4 separate regions of the Mus musculus genome follow, and all the other regions are linked to region 3. Evidence: chromatin contacts called from public Hi-C and promoter capture Hi-C data. All regions are on one chromosome and are shown on one strand. Each heading gives the region's core, a stretch centred on a gene start, on an enhancer-like site or on the middle of the called end of the contact. The rest is flanking DNA. Distances are from core to core; before and after follow the strand shown. Region 1 overlaps Hmcn2 (hemicentin 2). Region 2 overlaps Pomt1 (protein-O-mannosyltransferase 1). Region 3 holds the start of Qrfp (pyroglutamylated RFamide peptide). Region 4 has its middle 25 kb from the start of Plpp7.

Region 1 (4,511 bases), core at 131-2,630, 370 kb after region 3:
CCAAAACAAAAAAACTCCACAAAAACAAAACAAAACAACAACAACAACAAAAACCACAAAACAAAACAAAAAGAACACAAAGTTAGGAGTGGGTGGGAAGGTGATCTCAGAGGAGTTAGCAGGAGGAGCGGGGGAACATGATTAAGACACATTGGATCAAATTCTCAAAGAATTAAAGTGTTATTTTAAAAAGCACCAGTCATGGCAGTGCCTGCCTGTAACTGTAACCCAGCGCTGTGGAGGGCAGAGAAAAGAGGATTGTCGGGGCTTGCTGCCTGCCAGTATAGCTCCAGTTTCAGTAACAGACCCTGTCTGAAGGGGATAAAGAGCTAGACTCCTGAGAACTTCCTGAGGGTCTCAGCTCACTACAGCCAGTTCTACGAAAGCTGTGTGCTGTGTGACCTCACAACTCAGCTGTGGGATTCATCCCAACAGAAATGCAGGTGTGCTCCTCAGCAATATGAATCTCCCTGCCAAGCTGCTCAAAATCCCCCAAACTGGAAAGAATCCACTGGGGAGCACGGAAGCAACATCAGCAATGTGACAGCATGGACGGTGTCACAGTGCTGTGTGAAGGACCGGAGCGGTAACACGGTCCCAGTCATAGCTTCTTTCTGCTTTTAGTGGAGCTGGAGGTAGAACCCTGGGCCACAACATACTCAACTAGAGAAGTGCTCTGCCACCAAGCTTGTCCTAGCACCTGGATTCCATTTAGATGAAGGTCAAGGGCTGGAGAGAGAGTTCTCACACATAAAATAAAACGTTTTACATCTTAAAAAATTAGAATGAAACAAGAGTGTGGAAGCACCCGGCAGCCATGGCTGAGTAAAGCGGTCCTCCACAAGCCCTCCTCCCTCAGAAAGTATGAAACTTCAGCGGAATTGACAAATATTATTTCAGGGCCCAAGAAGATAGCCAAAGATCCGACGACACACAACAGATTTCCAGAACCGTGGCTGACAACAGTGTCAGCCTGCTGGACTGCCCAGGGCTCTGCTTACCCTGCTCCTCACCCCCATCCCACATGGCATCCCCACAGGCCAGCTGCGAAAGCCACTAGCTTTCTATAACCAGGGCCCCCCTGCAAGTCGGTGGCAGAGGAGACAATTCCAGGGGCTGAAGTACACAGGGGAAGAAAACCGGAGGAGTCAAATGGCCACTCCAGAGCCTGGCTGAGGAGTCCAGAGAACCTGGCAGAACTTTAACAACAGCAAGGAGGGTGTGGAGGAGACGTGGGCTGGCCGCTCCCTTCAGCTCTGGTAGAGGGAAAGATGTGGGTAGAGGAAGACCAGAGATGGATGATCAGTGACCCACTCTACAGCCACCTGAGGCTGAAATTCAGCTCCAGGTCTTCTGTCATGCTTACAATGTCTGATGAAGTAGTTTCAGACCTTCTGGCTGCTGAGTCATATGTCTGTGCTCTCTCCTGTGTGGGCTGGCTGTCACTGTGCCTTCAGGCTGATCATTTCCTGGTTCCTGATTGAGCCAGAGAGTTCCCATTGCAGCTGAAACAGCATGACTCCAGCAGCGTGTAATGGATGTGGTCTCGCACCAGCCTCCCTCCTCCACGGGGAGAGAAGACATAGCCAGCACTGTCAGGCCTGCTCGTCGCAGGCCTCTGTTGACACCCTAGAACACTAGAGGGGCTCAGCACCATAGTTGGGCAGCTGGGGTCTTCAGGATTCCCAGTAGGGCTCCCACTAACCGTAGAGAGAGGGTTCCCTCATGAGAGAAGTGGGGCTAGTCCTGTGTCCTCATTAGGCCTGACCCTGGGGACAGTGATGGTCCCTGTTCAGGGTATCAGGGAACTCATCTATGCATGGTGCAGGCTGTACATAGTGATTCCCACGGAAACTGGAGCAAGATGACTGTCCTAGCAATTTATCTTCCTGCCTCATCCTCTGCTCATTCTTTCCCTGGTTTAAAATTTTAATTTAAATTACATTCATTTATTTAGGGGCTGGAGAGATGGCTCAGTGGTCAAGGCTGCAAACTGTTCCTGCAGAGGGATGGGTTTGGTTCCCAGAATTCACACGACTCATAACTGCCTGTAAACTCCCACTCTGGACTCTACAGCCCCTTTACTGTACACACACACACACACACACACACACACACACACACACACACACAGAGTTAAATGTTTAAAATATATTTTGTGTGTGTGATGTGTGTTGTATGTTGTGTGATGGTAGTGGTGATGGTGAATGTGTACATGTTGTCTGTTGTGTGTGTGTGTGTGTTGTGCATGTATATGTGTGTGTGTTGTGTGGTGGTAGTGGTGAGAGTGCATGTGTATATGTTGTATGTGTATTTACTGTGTGCGCGCGCATGTGCGTGAGTGTGCTTATGTGTGTGTGTGTGTGTGTGTGTGTGTGTGTATGTAGGTTCCACCACACAGGTCCTAGCAATTGAACTCAGACTATCATCTCCATGGCAACCCACCTTTACCCCCTGAGCCATCTCCTCCATCCTACAGTCTTTCTTTTGGTTGGAGAAAAGAGAAGGAGCTTTTGTTGGGCTTCCTGTCGGTTATGTTTTGTGAGATCATAGCTATAACTCTCAGCCGCACCTGACAGTCAGTAGAGGTGCCCACGGCCTGGGCCTGGGCCTGGGCCTGGGCCTGAGAGCCTCAGTCTCCCTTACTATTCCCTTCAGGTTTTTTTTTTTTTTTCTGCTGCCATATGAAGGTTTCTGGCTGTTCTGAGTAAGCATGGGACACACTCAGCTTCGTCTATTATCAGGTCTACCCCATCCTTCACAAAAGAGCCTGACAAACTGAGAATAAAGGGAGCCCTGGGCAGGACAGACAGTTGTCCTCACATCAGACAGACAGGATGGATGCTCTCCACCAAAACTGTAGTTAGGTAGGCTGGTGAGGACGGTGGCTTTCTAGGGTGGCTGCTGAGTCAGCAAGCAGGGTGAGGCACAGTCGCCAAAGGATGGACAGGAAAGAAGAGAACTCTGTTCATATGTGACACACGGAAGAGCCCACTCCGGGACAACCCTGCAGAAGCTACGTGAAATCCACCAGAATTCAAAACCAAGCTGTCAGCCAGGAGGTGGTGACGCACGCCTTTGGTCCCAGCATTCGGGAGGCAGAGGCAGGTAGATCTCAGAATTCAAGGCCAGCCTGGTCTACAGAGTGAGTTCTAGGACAGCCAGGGCCACAGAGAAAGCCTGTCTTGAAAAACCAAAAAACCAAACAACAACAAAACAAGCTAGTGAGGCCACAGGGCATAATATCAAGTTATAAAAACCCAGGGCGGGCTGAGGAGAAGTGCAGAGCCTCAGGATTGATACATTACATCAGCCTCAGGCCCAGCATTCCTCTGGTGAGATCAGCTAGAAGCCTGCAGGCCAGTCAGCCTAGAGTTTACAAGACAGAGAGAGAACCAACTCCCCAAATTTGTTCTCTGACTTCCAAGGGCTGGGCCTATAGCCGCCCCGGCCTGTAGCTCACCCTCAGCAGGCCTGTAGCTCGCAGTTAGAATGCTTCATTAGCATAGCATGCAAACAGCCTTGGGTTCAATCTCCCAAGCAGAATATATTGTGGTGGAGCAGGCCTGTAACCCCTGTACTCTGAGGTAGAGACAGAAAGATTGTGAGTTCAAGGCCCTGTGACCTCCCCCACCCAATAAAATCATCCGTTAATATCCACACTAGCAATGAAAGCCCCCAAATCAAGCAATTTTAGGCAAAATAAGAAATACTTAGTGATCAGTTTAGCAAACAAGTATAGAGGCTTGGTCTAACCACCATTCTGCATCCGGTGAGAAACTAAGAAACAGCCCAGAACAGCTGGAGTCCAGATGAAAAAGAAAAACACATTGAAGACTACACCCTTACCTCACTTAAAAATTAACTCATTCTGGATCATAGGCCCCATGTGAGAACCATAGTTATGAAAATTGTAGACAAAAATACAATCTAAGGTGGGCTGACTTAGTGGTTAAGAGCACTTGTCTATTCTTCCAGAGGACCTGGGTTTAAGTCCCAGCACCTACTTGGCTGCTCACAACTGTCTCTGACTCCAGTTTCAGGAACCTGACACACTCTCACAGACATGCACGCAGGCAAAACACAAAAGTACATAAAATTAAAAAATGTAATCTAGGATAGACAGCTGTGTGTGTGTGTGTACACGCGCGTGCTCATGCATGCATGCACATGGTGCTCAGAGATCAGCGTTAGTTGCTGTCCACCTTGTTTACTGAGGCAGGGACTTTTCATTGGCCTGGAGCTTGTCTGTTAGGTTGGCCTGGTTGTTCAGCAAGTCCTGGGCATTCATGTCCTGCCGTTGCCCAGCACTGGGGTTACAAATGCATGCCACACACTGAGTTCTAACATTGTTTTTATATTTGTTTACTCATTTACCCATGTGTCTGCCGTGGTGTGTGTGTGTGTAGGCCAGAAGACAACTTGTAAGAGTCAAATCTCAGCTTCTGCTGGGCAAAGTCCATGGATTGAACTTAGGTGGTTAGGCTGGGCAGCAAGTCTCTCATATACTG
Region 2 (4,093 bases), core at 1,015-3,514, 440 kb before region 3:
ATCCAGGGGGACACCTCACCAAACCACATCACCCCATAGGTTCCCACACCCCACACTCCTCGGCCAAGACAGGATTAGTGTACTCTGGGATGCAGGAGCCTCCTCCGCAGGCCCGTAGCACAAACGCCTTATTACTCATGGATGGGTGCAAGGGACTCAGCCAAACAGAATGGAGGAACCTAGGTCCCTCCAAACCCAGCGTTGCTTTGGCGTTTCCTTGAGTGGCACCAGATCCACAGAGACAAGCAGATGCCCATGGCCCAGAGCTTTGATGACTCACTTTTGCCATACCGGTGTTCTTCCACATTCCACACCATGCTCTCGTGGTAGCCCGGTGACAACTTCTCCCCAACTACCTCCAACTGCCGGAACCCCCAGTCAGGGAGGTGAGCCCCGCTCAGCTAGTAAAACCAAGAAAGGCAATGAGCATGACAGAGAGTCGGCTGACCCCACTGCTGTGTCAGCAGGTCCCTGCCCCAGGTCTTCCTAGGATTCTTCTCCCCCTGCGTGTACTATAAAACAGGGAGATGTTCATCACTTGGCAGCTATGTGAGCACAGGCCTGAACAGCTCCAGGAATAGTCTGGGTGAGGCTAGGCCTGACAGGCATACCTGAGCTACCCTTTACCTTCAAGATGGCGGATGTGTTCACATGTACAAAGCGCACTTCCGACAAGATAGTCTTCCAGGTATCCCGGTTGGACTCTCTGTTCACAATGTCCTGCAGAACCAGAACCTGTCAGCCTGGGGGGCTGGCAGTGGAGCACTTGCCTAGCATTGGTGAGGCCCTGGGTTGCATCCCCAGCACCACAAACCATATAAACCTAAATATGACTAGTCACTTGTGCATCCCTTTGCAGATCGTACGTGTTAAATAGCTACCGAAAGACCAGACACCCATGGCTTCTTGGCCTTTTGCCTAAGATAAGTGAGGAGCAGTCACACAGCTATGGAATCAGTTTGGTCTGGGCTAAGCTCTCCAGCAAAGGAAGCACAGGTCGCTAGCTAGTCCTTGGCACTACAGACCCTCCATGACCCCATACGCCCTTTACAACACAGCATTTGAGCTAGCCACGGGGACTCAAAAGATACCTATTCAGACAAGAGGACACAGAACTCTAGCCAAAACAGGGATGGTTCCTAGACAAGCCATCCTGGGCCAGGCAGCCGCTCCTGAGGCCTGCTCCCCTTTCTGGAGGCTCCATCTGACATGGGTAAGTGGTACTCAAAGGGCTGCTAGGAAGGGGGCAGGGGCACAGGTCAGCAATGGAGCCACTGGCAGCAAGCTGGCAGGGAGGTCAGTGAGACTCAGTGCCATTCCTCCTGAGACAGCTTCCAACGAGAAGGGACGCCGGCCTTTTATCAGTCAGGCCCACTCGGGAGGGATTAAGCAGCAGGATGGAAACGGCCATGGAAGTGTGCCGCACATCCAAGGGGAAAACAGGTAAAGGTGGGTCAGGTGTGCCAATGAAAGCAGCCCCCCCAGACAGACCTGTGCTGGCGAAGGCAGTAAACTGGCATGGTGCTACCTAGGTAGGCTGTGGAGAGCTTTTGGGACCGCTTGGTAGGAATTTGACATTGGGCCAGGACGAGGAAGTAGGCTTCAGGCAAGAATAACACTTTGGGCCAGGACAGGGAAGGAGCACTAGCAGGAGCCAGGAGAGCAGATGACTGTCACCAGAAGGACACTGTCGCAGTGAAATCGCCCTCTGATGGCCAAGGCCCTCACCAGGAAACTGCTTGTGCTCCTGTGGGCTATGGGTAAGAACTGGCTGGGAGGCTTCCCCTGGGACACAGGAGTGGCGGAGGCTGCCATGTCTGTGGTGGGAGGGTGTCTTACTTAGCTTTAATTATCAATGTGACACAGCCCAGAGACTTTTGAGGAGGGAGTCTCAACTGAGGGGCTGTCCAGATTAGACTGTCCTACTGGCATATTTGTGAGGGAGTTACCTTGGCTGTTACTTGCTGTGGGAATGCCCAGCCCATTGTGGGTGGTTCTATTCCCTGGGCAGATCCTGGGCAGGAAAGCCTGAATGTGGGAGTGAGCCAGTGACAGTGCTCCTCCACGGTTTCAGTAAGTTCCTGCCCTGACTCGAAGAGGGGTGGACTGTAGCTTAACCCTTTCCTCTCTAAGTTGCTTTTGACACAGCACCAGAAAGAAACTAGGCCAGAGGGTGAAAAAGTGAACAGTCCATGAGGCAGCTGCAGCTGGAACAGCCCTGACCCGAAAGGCCCTGGCAGGGAAGACACAGCACTTGGAACTTTCCCAATCCATGCCTGAGGCCCAGAGGACTCTCGGCCTGATGAGGTGACTGCTCCCCATTGGGACATCTCAGACTTGCTAAATCAAAGTTTCTTATCCAAGTTTCCATTTGAACCCTTCATCTGAGGAGGCATTCTGGGTACTCTGAGGTAGGGAGCAGGTGCTCCCACTGACCGCCATGAGACCCTGCTGCACCCAGGCCAGCACGGAACTCACCAGTTTCCAGAGGTTCTGGGCAGGCATGGAGATGTTATAGTCAATGTAGCAGGAGACTTCTTGAGAATGGGGGCTCAGTGGGGCTGCGACATCGTGCCTGCAAGAGCAGAGCAGAGCTATTCCTTAGAGTGTCACTAAGGGAAAAACAGTGCCTTTGGAAACCAAGCCTGCTCTGCCTGCCAAGGCTAGGGAAGCTGGCCACAAATGCAGCTCCCACAGAGGCTATGTATCCGGGATGTGGGCCACCCCAAGGCAGGCTTTAATGGTCAACATGACACAGCCTAAAGTCATCTGAGAACCAAGACTCAACTGCAGGACTGCCCAGATCCAACCGCCTTGTTGGTGTATCTGTGAGGGAGGGTCTTCATTGTGTGTGTCCAGAATTGATGTCAAACAATTGGATGGGTGTCACTCACTCTTTGGACAGGTGAGCAAATCTCTGAGAATAGAATGTCTGTTCCAGGAACTGGAAGTCTGAGTCTAAGAACTGGCCCCAGTGTATCACTGGTCTGGCAGAACTCGGAAAATCAGTATAGTACTGTTGTCTCTGGGCGAGATGGGCACAGTGGTCTCACGCTGAGACAGCAGGCTACTCTGTGTGGGTCAGCCTCAGTGTTCACAAGCAGCCTGTCACCTCCAGGCTACTCAGGCAGGACTCACTTCATCTCAGGATGCACCAGGCGCCCGAAGAGGCCCAGCAGTGAGCAGTGGATGATGGGCTGCCAGACAGAGTGAGTGTCAGAATAAGATCTATAGGAGGGACAGTACAGGCAGGTTTCTGGTAAGGTGACCTTAGGTACCCCAGCAGTAAAGAGAGTGGGGAAACCCTGAGGTGCTGTGCTGCTTACTTCAGGGCTACCAGGGAGGCCAAGTGATGGGGTGACACTAGTCAGGGTCACTAGGAGCCTCAGGAGAGCTGAGAGGGTCACTAGAGAGAGGGCTGTGGGCAGAAAAGCCATGAAGCCCACTGTGTATTCTCACGGGAGTGAGGTGGAGGCAGAAGTCAGGATGACGGAAACAGGCTGAGTGGGATGTAGACAGAGTGAAGGAGACCCTGACAGAACAAGCACTGGGGCACTCACGTGTTAAGGAGGCGGGTGGTCATGCCGTGAACGAGCTGTACAATGTCTCCATGTCTTACAGGCCGGGGAGGGTTGTTTACCACCAGCTGGTGTCTAGGAAGACAGTGCTGTCAGGCTGACACGCAGCCCCCTTTTGATAAGCTCTATGGGATGCTGAGACTGAGGTCTCCGAGCAGACACTTGGGAATCGAGGCACTTGTGTTTCCTCTAAAGCTCCTCAACCTAAGGTCACTGCCAAGTGTGATGCCATCTGCCACTGTCACACTATCTATGAAGAATACACTAACTGCTTCCCCCACCTTATATCTTCATGTTGACAGCATACTCTTTTTCATACCTCAAAAAATAAATAAATAAAAATTAAGCGCCTATCTGGGTGGGGGGTACACACCCGCAGTCCCAGTGGTTAGGAGGCTCAGGCTCTTGAGAGGACTGAGAGTTTGAGGCAAGGCTTGGCTACAAGGAGAGATGCTATCTCAAAGACAAAACAGGAAAAAGAAAGACAAAACACAAAACCAAACAAGTAGATAAGC
Region 3 (4,269 bases), core at 1,223-3,722:
CTGTGTATCCCACGGGTGTCTTTGTGGTGATGAACTGTCCCTATAGGGAATGAGTCCTGGGGTTCTGAGGAGTCGACACTCTGAGGAACTAATAAACAGTCATTTATTTCTAATCGATGCTTCAACTTGAAGCTCAAGTTATTCCATGAAAGGTAGGGTTGACTGAGTGCCCACACTGCAGAGAGAACAGGGGCGGAACCCCCCGCCCCCTACCCCGGCATGGGGGCAGTGAGGGAGGGATCACCACTCCTGTACTGTGGGAGTGTCCTGAGGCCATGTCCACAGGACACCAGTTCTCAGACTCTTTCCCAAGATTCTCAGTGTCCTGTCCTCTAGGCAGCTCACTCTGGGTCATGGGGCTGGAGGGATGGGGGTGGGGTGCAGGGGAGGCACAGGTAGAGATGCTGGGGACAGGACTCCAGAGCCAGGCCCTCAGAAATCCAAGGTGATTGTGTCTGTTTCTGTCGGAGCACTCTCGCCTGTGTGGGGGCCTTGTCCAGCTAGCCTGCTCCCTGACACTGCTAAGCCCTGGCCATGATGATTCCCTCAGCTGAACTGCTCTGTCTGTGGCTTCAAGAGCCAGCTGGATGGGTCTCACCGACCCAATCTCACAGAACTCTCTAGAACTATCAAGGGGCTTGAGGACGAGCCATCTACAGGGTGTAGGACTGAGGGAAGAAATCTCCCTGGGGTTCTGTGAGGAGACTGGGGAGACCCCAGTGGTGGTGAACATTTATGAGAAGGGTGTGTTCTTCATGACTTGAGGAGTGTTGTGACATCATCAATTTCAGAGGTTCGGGGCTGATGGAGATCATAGCCATATGGTGTTCCAAGCTGGGTCCTATTCTGGGGGGGGGGGGGGATCATTCAGATGAAACCAGGAACCTGCAAGGGCACAGCCCAGACTGGCTGTCATGAATATACCCTTTCTCACCCAGTCTCAGCCCTCCCTCACACCATGAGAAACACAGATGGGTCCAGAAGCCAGGCTGCAAGGAAGCCTGGACAGGCTGCATGGAGCCCTGTGCCCTCAGGACTGCAACTCAGAGAGCCTTGGAACCTCCTGGAAAGCTACCCCCCACCCCAATTCCTCCTGTAACACTGCTTCCTTCTTTGCTCAGCCTCTAACCTTGACAAGGCCCATCCTGCTCGATGACATCAGAAACACCCTCAACTCCAGACTCCACGCTGGCCTGGACAGCAGCTGCTGGCAAGGTCCCCCATCATGGCGGACAGTAGCTGAAGACACTGGGGCTCAAGGATCAGAGGGACAGATGCAGGCAGGAACCCAGGAGTGTGCCTGAAAAGCGCTTTGGGAGTCTGCCCAGCCCTCAGAGCCAAGTGTTTGATTAAAGCAAATGTCTGAGCTGGCCTCCCAGCCCCATAGTCACAGCACGGCAGGTGGGAGCCCAGTGTGAACTGAGGAACTGAGTGGGCCACAGGGGAAGGGTCCCACCCTACCATGCAGTTGCTGAATCCAGGGTGTGTGGGTGGGGCATTGTCATTAGTCACCGGAAGAACTGCACTGAGTAGTGGCCCTGGAATGGGCAGTGACCACACCTTGGCCAGAGCACCCGTGGTCAGCATCCAGAGGGAGTCTGGTAAAAGGAGGAGGCTATGGAGATGAGGTATCTACAGCCCCTGCAGACACACACTCACTGCGGTGGTGCCGGCCGGTAAGAACAGCACCCAGCCGTGGACTCAGCGGAAGAGAAGTCATGGTGTGTGGTTAGGGGTGGTGGTGACAGACAACCCTGTCCTTCCTGAGGGTGCCAGTGTGGGAGGAAGGCCTCATTACCTGCCCTACACCTTTGCCAAGTCTACACCTAGCTAACTCGATGCCTTATCTCCCAGCCACCTTGACAGCCACTGGGGAGGTAGGTATGATCATACTCCGCCATTTAGAAGGGCAGGCCCTGTGGCTTTATGTCTGGATGGGCAGCCAACTCTGGAAAGTATGACCAGCCATGAGGCCGCATGGTGAGAGAGACAGAACATACCACTGTTGTCACAGACTGAGTGTGTTGCTGGAGCTGTCGCCCGAGAGGGACCTGCTTAGCCATGAGTTCTAAACCTTGAACCCCTCAGAACCAAGAATTCCTGCCCAGTTTCATGTCTCCCGAGGCTCCTAAGGAGGGGTATATCATATACCAGAACACCTCATCTGCCTACAGAAGGGACTGGGTGTCCATGACCCTCCAAGCCCTCTCAGCAGTGAGGATGCTGCCTCTGTAAGCCCACCGTCTCTGGAGGGAGACCAAGGCAGGGCCACCATCAGGGTTCTCAAGAGTGGGCCTCCATGTCTCCACCGGGAACCTCCAGTGTCTGAGCCCGCGGTTGACCCGTGATGATGCTCTCTGTGCTGCAAGGGTGGCGCCCGCCACTCTTCATCAGACCACATCCTGTTTGCGTTGTCTCTTTGTCCTTTGGCCCACGGTGCCCCTTCCTTCACCACCAGCAGCCCCAAAGGAATCCTGGGGCTAGGAATGCATAGCAATCAGGCAGGCTGGGGCTCGCCTCTCCAGGGAGCTTTATAAAGCGGGGGAACCCCAGAGCCATGCCTGCTGGACCGGGACCTGAGCAGCTCTGCCTGACAACTGGGGTCCAGGGACTCACCTGCCCTTCTTAGAGCAGCCCTCAGCACAGTGAGTACAGCAAGGGACGGGAGGCCAGGCTCTCCAGGTGAGCTGGGTGCAGGCGGGTACAGCCAGCACCACGAGCCACACACCAGGAAGGGCGGGTGTGTGGGAGACCCGCAGCTTCATCCTCAGCTCAAGTTCCACCAGAGCCAGCCGGCCCTAGATGCCAGCCAGGAAGTATTAATCTCTGGGGATAAAGACCATTCCTGGTCCTCCCCTTCTATGGGGAGAAGGGAATGAGACTTGTCTGTCCCATGTGGGGGGCCCTGCCCTCTCCACCCGTGCCTGAGGAAGCCCCTTTAGCAGCAGCAGACTGGAGGCTACTCCAGGCCCTGGGGACTAGGGGGCTTAGCAAGCTGGATTTGGGTAGAAAGCAGGGCTGCTTTTGTTGTTGTTTTTGAAGCTTTCTGGCTGCGCTCACTTCTTTGAAATGTTTTCAAGGGAGCTGTTTCTGGAAAGAAGTCGTCCCCCCTGTCCCCCCCCCTCCCCCCTCCGTCCCCCGCCACTTCCAGCTTCAGGGGCTTCCTCAGAGGATGAGCCAGCTCGGCTCAGCTCACCCATGGTCACTGCAAACACAAGCATCCTCTGTGAGGGAAGGGAACAGTTCCCACCAAGGGATGTGGGGGGGGGGACCTCGAGACAATGAGACAGGTATGGGGGCACAGAGTAATGAGGCTACCTTGAATTCAGCTCTCTTTCTTATAAAGCTGTAGGACCTAGGGCAAACCCTGAGGCTCTCTGTGCCTGAGGTCCTAGGGGGGGTGGCCCCGGGGTTGGTGGGCTGGATGGCTATCATCAGGAAGCAATCATTTCCCTAGAGACTGGCACAGGGAGAAACCACACTGACATTAGAGCCCAGAGCTGTGTGGTGGGGCAGCGTTTGCTGTAGACAGACTTACTGTACAGAGAAACCCATTCACCAGAGCCTGTCCTGCCCAGTGGGAGCTCAGTGGGTGCTGGCTGTCCCCAGCCTTGCCTCTAGCTCCTCCCCAGGTAGGAGTTTGACTTACACAAGGGCCACCAGGCCCATTTCCCCCTCCCAAGAGCAACTTGTTCCTGAATTAGGGAGACAGTGGGGTTTCCCAGCAGAGCTGCTAGACCTATTCATTATCAAGTTGAAAACACGGCAGCTTCTCACTCTGCCTACGGCCCAAGAGTCAATAATTATAATAGAAAATTGAACCCAAATGCACACAGCCCCGAGGGCCACCCGGGTACCTCTGCAAGCCAGCTGGCAGCTCTGGTATTCCAGTACTGAGCCACCAAGGCAGGCAGCTCCCCGGCTACAGGTGAATAGGAATCAGACTAATTGGTCCAGCTGGCTCCCGCGGTGGCTACGACAGCCTGGTGTCCTGGGTGCTAGGGAACCAGGCTAAGCACAGTCAGCAGCTATCCCTCCAAGGGCTGCCCAGACCTTGGGAAGCCTGGGGCCAGGGATTGCATGTGGCCAAATGCTGGCCACTACCCCCTCCTCTCTCTCCCTCCTCTGCTCAGATGAGGGGCTTCCGGCCTTTGCTTTCCCTACTTCTCCCTCTGAGTGCCTGCTTTCCCCTGCTGGACAGAAGGGGACCCACAGACATCGGTGACATCGGAGCCAGGATGAACTGGGCCCAGCTGGCTGAGGGACATC
Region 4 (4,549 bases), core at 265-2,764, 310 kb before region 3:
TTATGAATGAACAATGCATCTTTTGATACATTATAAAGTCCCCCCTTCAGATAAAGAAGCTAAAACCCTATCAAGGATTTAACAGGGACACATAAGACAAGGGGAAAAATGAAGAACCAGCCTGCCTCCATCTTGGGCTTAAAAGCCATTTTACAGTAAATACAATCTAGATTCAATCCTCTTTATGATTAAGCCTCTGTTTCTCAAGGATTGGGCTATGCCCCACCTGTAACCTTAACTGCAAATGGTTCTGCATGGCCTGTTCCAGGAATGGCAGTCTTGTCTTTATTCCAAAAAGTTGTTTATAACCATTTTGCAACCTCACCTTTGTTAGAAAAGGACGATCTTGTTCTGCCCACTTTGTAAGCACGTCTTTGTTTGAGGAGGTCTTTGGACTAAAGCATATGCTTATGTTCTGCCCCTGTAACCCCACCAAATCCCCCATTTGGAACCCCCCTACCCCTGAACTCTAACAGCTTTGTCTTCCTCACCTCCGAGGCTGACCTCTCCAGTCCCGCCTTAGGGGGAGGCAGCCTGTGTACACAAATAAAAAAGCTTGCTTTAATTAATTGTTTGCTTGAATTGATTTGGCCATGATGATTTGGGTCAGAGATCTTTCTCCTCTCATCTTTGGGGTTAATACTACATGCAGACAAAACATTGAAATTTAAAAGACAACAACAAAAACTACAAAAAAATATCTAGACAAGACCCTGACCTGGCCACCATGAGTCAACAGCGTAGCATAGCGTCCAGTTACTGGTAAAGAAACAGTTTAGAAAAGAGAAACCCTGTCTCAAAAAAAAAAAAAAAAAAAAAAAAAAAAAAAAAAAAAAAGGAAGGAAGGAAAGTAGATCACAAAATTCTATACAGTTTGTGTTGTTGTTCCAAAAATTGTCTACACTTTTACTAATGCAGAGAAAAGAAAAAGGACTTTTTCTGGAAAGGACTGACAAAAATATTTTTGTCTTTGGTGTTCCTGTGTAGATTCTATTTTTTTAATAATGAAAAAGAACTGTGTAACCAAAACACATAATAATAAGCTGATGATCGGGTCATTTCTTAAAGAAATTCTCCCTGTTCCTCCCAAGGTTCTCAAGAGACTGGTTGCACATCTGCAGGCCCAAGGCACAGGGCTAGTAGGATTTCTTTCTTCTAGGAGAGGGAGAGAAGGTGAACCAGGTCATCCCAGAGGCCAGAGTTCCTCAGTGCAACTCCCTGACTCTAAGCTGGGGTGCCTCACAGCCATGCCTCTGCCAGCCTTCCCGGGTGGGAGGAAGGTCAGCACCTCAGGCAGAGATTCCACACAGGCTGTCCTCACAGTAGAAGCAATGGAGCAGAGGCCCAGAGGCCGAGGTAGCTTCAGGACTCCAGATGTTTCTCTCCTGAATCCCAGCTGGATTCCCCTCTCCAGGCTGGTCCCTGAGTAGGCCTTGGGAAAGGGGGAGACAGTCACTGCCAGACTGCACAGCTGGGCTGCTGGTGGGTGGGGTTTTCTCTGGGCCCAGCAGACCTACTACTGATTCTCCTGGTGGACTATGCCATCAGCAAGCCACATCCTGTGGCCAGGTTTCCTCTCTTTTCTCGTCTCGTCTCGTCTCGTCTCGTCTCGTCTCGTCTCGTCTCGTCTCGTCTCGTCTCGTCTCTTCTCTTCTCTTCTCTTCTCTTCTCTTCTCTTCTCTTCTCTTCTCTTCTCTCTCTTCTCTTCTCCTCTCCTCTCCTCTCCTCTCCTCTCCTCTCCTCTCCTCTCCCCTCCCCTCCCCTCCCCTCCCCTCCCCTCCCCTCCCCTCCCCTCCCCTCCCCTCCCTCCCTCCCTCCCTCCCTCTCTCTCTCTTTCTTTCTGTTTTCTCTGTGTCTCTGCCTCTGCCTCTCTGTCTCTCTGCTTCTCTCTCTGACTCTCTCACTGTCTGTCTTTCTGTTTTGTCTGTCTGTCTGTCTTCTCTCTCTCTTTCTCAAGACTGAGTCGCATTGAGTAGGCTAGGGTTTCCCAGTGTGTTTGTATGGTGTGCACATACATGTGCATTTCTCTTTAAGCCTAAACACGCAAGCTCACATCCACACTGCCTGCATGTGAGCGCTAACACATGAAGAGTTAAACACAGGACAATGATCACTGTGCAGAACATGCAGGCTAGGATCCCCTACGTGAGAGTTTACATAAGCCAGCCAGGCCGCATGTGCGTGGGAGTGTATGGGGGCATGTGAGGAGGCTAGACAACAGCAGGACTCTGAGTTACTGCAGCGTGGGGTCAGTTAAGTCCCATGACTGATTCTCCCTGATTGTGATATCTTTTCCCCAAAGCAAGAAAAAGTCAGATGGAGGAGACCCAACAAGGACTGGTGTGGGCTGATGTGGGCTGGTGAGGGCTGGTGAGGGCTGGTGAGGACTGGTGTGGGCTGGTGAGGGCTGGTGAGGACTGGTGTGGGCTGGTGTGGGCTGGTGAGGGCTGGTGATGGCTGGTGCGGGCTGGTGATGGTTACGTGCACACACTGGTTACATAATCGCTATGGTCCCAGCAGTGACCAGATGTTCAGTCCTTGCTGAGCCAGATGGCAGTGGATCCTGAAATTGTGGGATTTTCTAGTTCCTGCTGTTCCCTCCCTTGTCCCCTCTGGGCCTTCCACTCCTCATTCACACAGCATTTACGTTGGTCTTGCTTCCTCCTAAGGCTTTGTTCAGGCTCCGTTCAGGTGGCTGCCTTCTCTTTTTTTCTTACATGGTGGCTTTCTGTGGGTGTCTCTGCTTTTTTTTTTTTTTTTTTTTTTAATATTTCTTACCCGCGTTCTCGCGACCGGCCAGGAAAGACGCAGCAAACCGGAATCTTCTGCGGCAAAAGCTTTATTGCTTACATCTTTAGGAGCAAGAGAGCAAGAGCTCTATTGCTTACATCTTTAGGAGCCAGAGCAAGAGCGCAAGAGAGCAAGAGCCAGAGCAAGAGAGAGAATGGCGAAACCCCGTCCCTTTTTAAGGAGAATTATTCTCCGCCTAGGACGTATTACTCCCTGATTGGCTGCAGCCCATCGGCCGAGTTGTCGTCACGGGGAAGGCAGAGCACATGGGGTGGAGAACTACCCTTGGCACATGCGCAGATTATTTGTTTACCACTTAGAACACAGGATGTCAGCGCCATCTTGTAACGGCGAATGTGAGGGCGGCTCCCCACAGATCCCCCTTTTCTTTTAATAAGAGCAATAGGCCACCCATATTAATGAGAGTGGAGATAGAGGTCAAATCCCCAGTGTGCAGGTAAAGGAGCCGTACACATAACCTCCTCCCAGGTTTATCACCCAGAGGGGTCCTGGTCTGGTCCCGTGTCGTTTTACCTGGGGAGAAGGACACTTGGACACTCAACCTTCTTGAAAGATGACATGTCTCCCTAGAATAGGCTCATATATGCCGCAGAGCCCTTCTACTGCAGTGCTTAGCCGTGCAACTCTCTCGGGCTGCTGAAGCACACTCACTCTATCCCGTGCAATGAGACTAGCCTCGTGGGGTGCAAGAGCTGAATGGCCAGCGACCTATTGCTTAAGCATAGATAACCATATATCAGGGGAAGCACCATGTTCTAGAGCTGCAAGCGCCTGGGCAATAACCACCTTGTCTCTCCTAGTTTGGGCCTTAAGCTTACAGACCAACCAGAGAAGCAACACTAATCCACAGCAAAGTGTATCTCCAAATAATATCAATCCCACCCATTCTTTAAAGAAGGAAAATGCTGAGGAGATCCAATTGGGTAATCCTTTGGTCAGGGACAGGTCCAAGCGCGTGGAGTTGACCTGAAGTCTCAATTCCCGAAGGGTCTGTTCAAATTCAGCCGTCCAATTCTGTAACATATACTGAGAAGGACTTTTTGACAAATTAGCTGCCCTAGTAAATTTCTCATACTGAATGGAAGTAATGGACAATCCCGGAAACTTTTGTTCACATCCCAGCTGAGCTATTTGCCATAATACATCTAGTTGTTCCTGGACAAGATCTATGCGTTGATTAATTTCTGCCCATGGAGCATTTTTGGGATTGGAGGATGGCGGCCGCTAAGCCTGCATTGGTGAGAGGTCCCCCAAGCTCCCGACAAACCCTGAGCCAGTCTTGTAAACCTTTGTTCTTTCTTGGGGCTATGGCCGCTCGGCACTCCTGTGTGGCTTGCTCATAAATGAGCTGTTCTACCAGAGGTGCGGCTTGCTCTGAATCTCCAAAAATACGCTCTGCTGCCTCTGTCATTCTGGCCACAAAATCTGAGAATGACTCCTGAGGTCTCTGGACGATCTTTGTTAGTTGTCCAGTGGCTTCACCTGCTCGGGAGAGCGCCTTCCAGGCCCTAATAGCCTTTTCATCTGATTCAGAACTACTAAGAACTGGCTCCTTGAGCTCATCTAGTGATGAGTATAGTCTCCTTCTCCTAGAGACCTCCGCTAATTGATCTTTTTTCTTTTCTTTTTCCTTCTCCTTCCTTCCAATCTCTCCCCAGGTATTCTTACCTGACCTAAACTTTTCCTCAGGTTCAAGACCCGTGGAAAGGCCTGTATACTTATTTTGTGTACCATATTT

What was found. Promoter capture Hi-C pulls out the DNA fragments that hold promoters and counts their contacts. A called contact is a pair of places that touch in the nucleus more often than the background predicts.
Region 1: a promoter capture Hi-C map of the HPC-7 cell line shows a contact between it and region 3, with 5 times the contacts expected there. The contact joins the enhancer-like site here to the promoter of Qrfp in region 3. A contact is called at or near these places in 6 of 39 promoter capture datasets (the HPC-7 cell line, cranial neural crest, hematopoietic stem and progenitor cells and 3 more) and 2 of 115 datasets of contacts at active chromatin or transcription factors (embryonic hindbrain and embryonic stem cells).
Region 2: a promoter capture Hi-C map of liver shows a contact between it and region 3, with 2.7 times the contacts expected there. The contact joins the enhancer-like site here to the promoter of Qrfp in region 3. A contact is called at or near these places in 4 of 39 promoter capture datasets (embryonic stem cells, liver and pre-B cells), 1 of 15 datasets of contacts at CTCF or cohesin (large pre-B cells), 1 of 484 Hi-C or Micro-C datasets (CD4 T cells) and 1 of 9 other capture datasets (pancreatic islet).
Region 4: a contact with region 3 is called in a Hi-C map of pre-megakaryocyte-erythroid progenitors, with 3 times the contacts expected there. The contact joins the enhancer-like site here to the promoter of Qrfp in region 3. A contact is called at or near these places in 11 of 39 promoter capture datasets (the 3T3-L1 cell line, the C10 cell line, the HPC-7 cell line and 6 more), 2 of 15 datasets of contacts at CTCF or cohesin (large pre-B cells and pro-B cells), 20 of 484 Hi-C or Micro-C datasets (B cells, CD4 T cells, the G1E-ER4 cell line and 9 more), 7 of 115 datasets of contacts at active chromatin or transcription factors (the NIH/3T3 cell line, T-cell acute lymphoblastic leukemia, effector CD8 T cells and 4 more) and 1 of 9 other capture datasets (embryonic stem cells).

The regions. Positions count from the first base shown.
Region 1 is chr2:31,439,595-31,444,105 of GRCm38.p6, reverse strand. The region is part of intron 85 of Hmcn2 (hemicentin 2); the gene reads right to left. Among named protein-coding and RNA genes, the nearest start is that of Ass1, 28 kb to the left of the region's middle. Within about 2 kb of position 1,380, at least 141 of the 459 cell types and tissues checked have an H3K27ac peak or open chromatin away from gene starts, as enhancers often do. A contact at or near this core is called in the HPC-7 cell line, hematopoietic stem and progenitor cells and hippocampal neurons, where this site is marked.
Region 2 is chr2:32,247,097-32,251,189 of GRCm38.p6, reverse strand. Pomt1 (protein-O-mannosyltransferase 1) reads right to left here. Exons shown (of 20, transcript NM_145145.2): 12 at 3,561-3,653; 13 at 2,479-2,575; 14 at 628-720; 15 at 281-401. Among named protein-coding and RNA genes, the nearest start is that of Uck1, 11 kb to the left of the region's middle. Within about 2 kb of position 2,264, at least 19 of the 459 cell types and tissues checked have an H3K27ac peak or open chromatin away from gene starts, as enhancers often do. A contact at or near this core is called in liver, where this site is marked.
Region 3 is chr2:31,808,783-31,813,051 of GRCm38.p6, reverse strand. Qrfp (pyroglutamylated RFamide peptide) reads left to right here and starts at 2,472. Exons shown (of 2, transcript NM_183424.4): 1 at 2,472-2,645; 2 at 4,134-4,269. The coding sequence starts at 4,134.
Region 4 is chr2:32,118,201-32,122,749 of GRCm38.p6, reverse strand. No RefSeq gene overlaps it. Among named protein-coding and RNA genes, the nearest start is that of Plpp7, 25 kb to the right of the region's middle. Within about 2 kb of position 1,514, at least 53 of the 459 cell types and tissues checked have an H3K27ac peak or open chromatin away from gene starts, as enhancers often do. A contact at or near this core is called in the G1E-ER4 cell line, T-cell acute lymphoblastic leukemia, pre-B cells and 2 more, where this site is marked.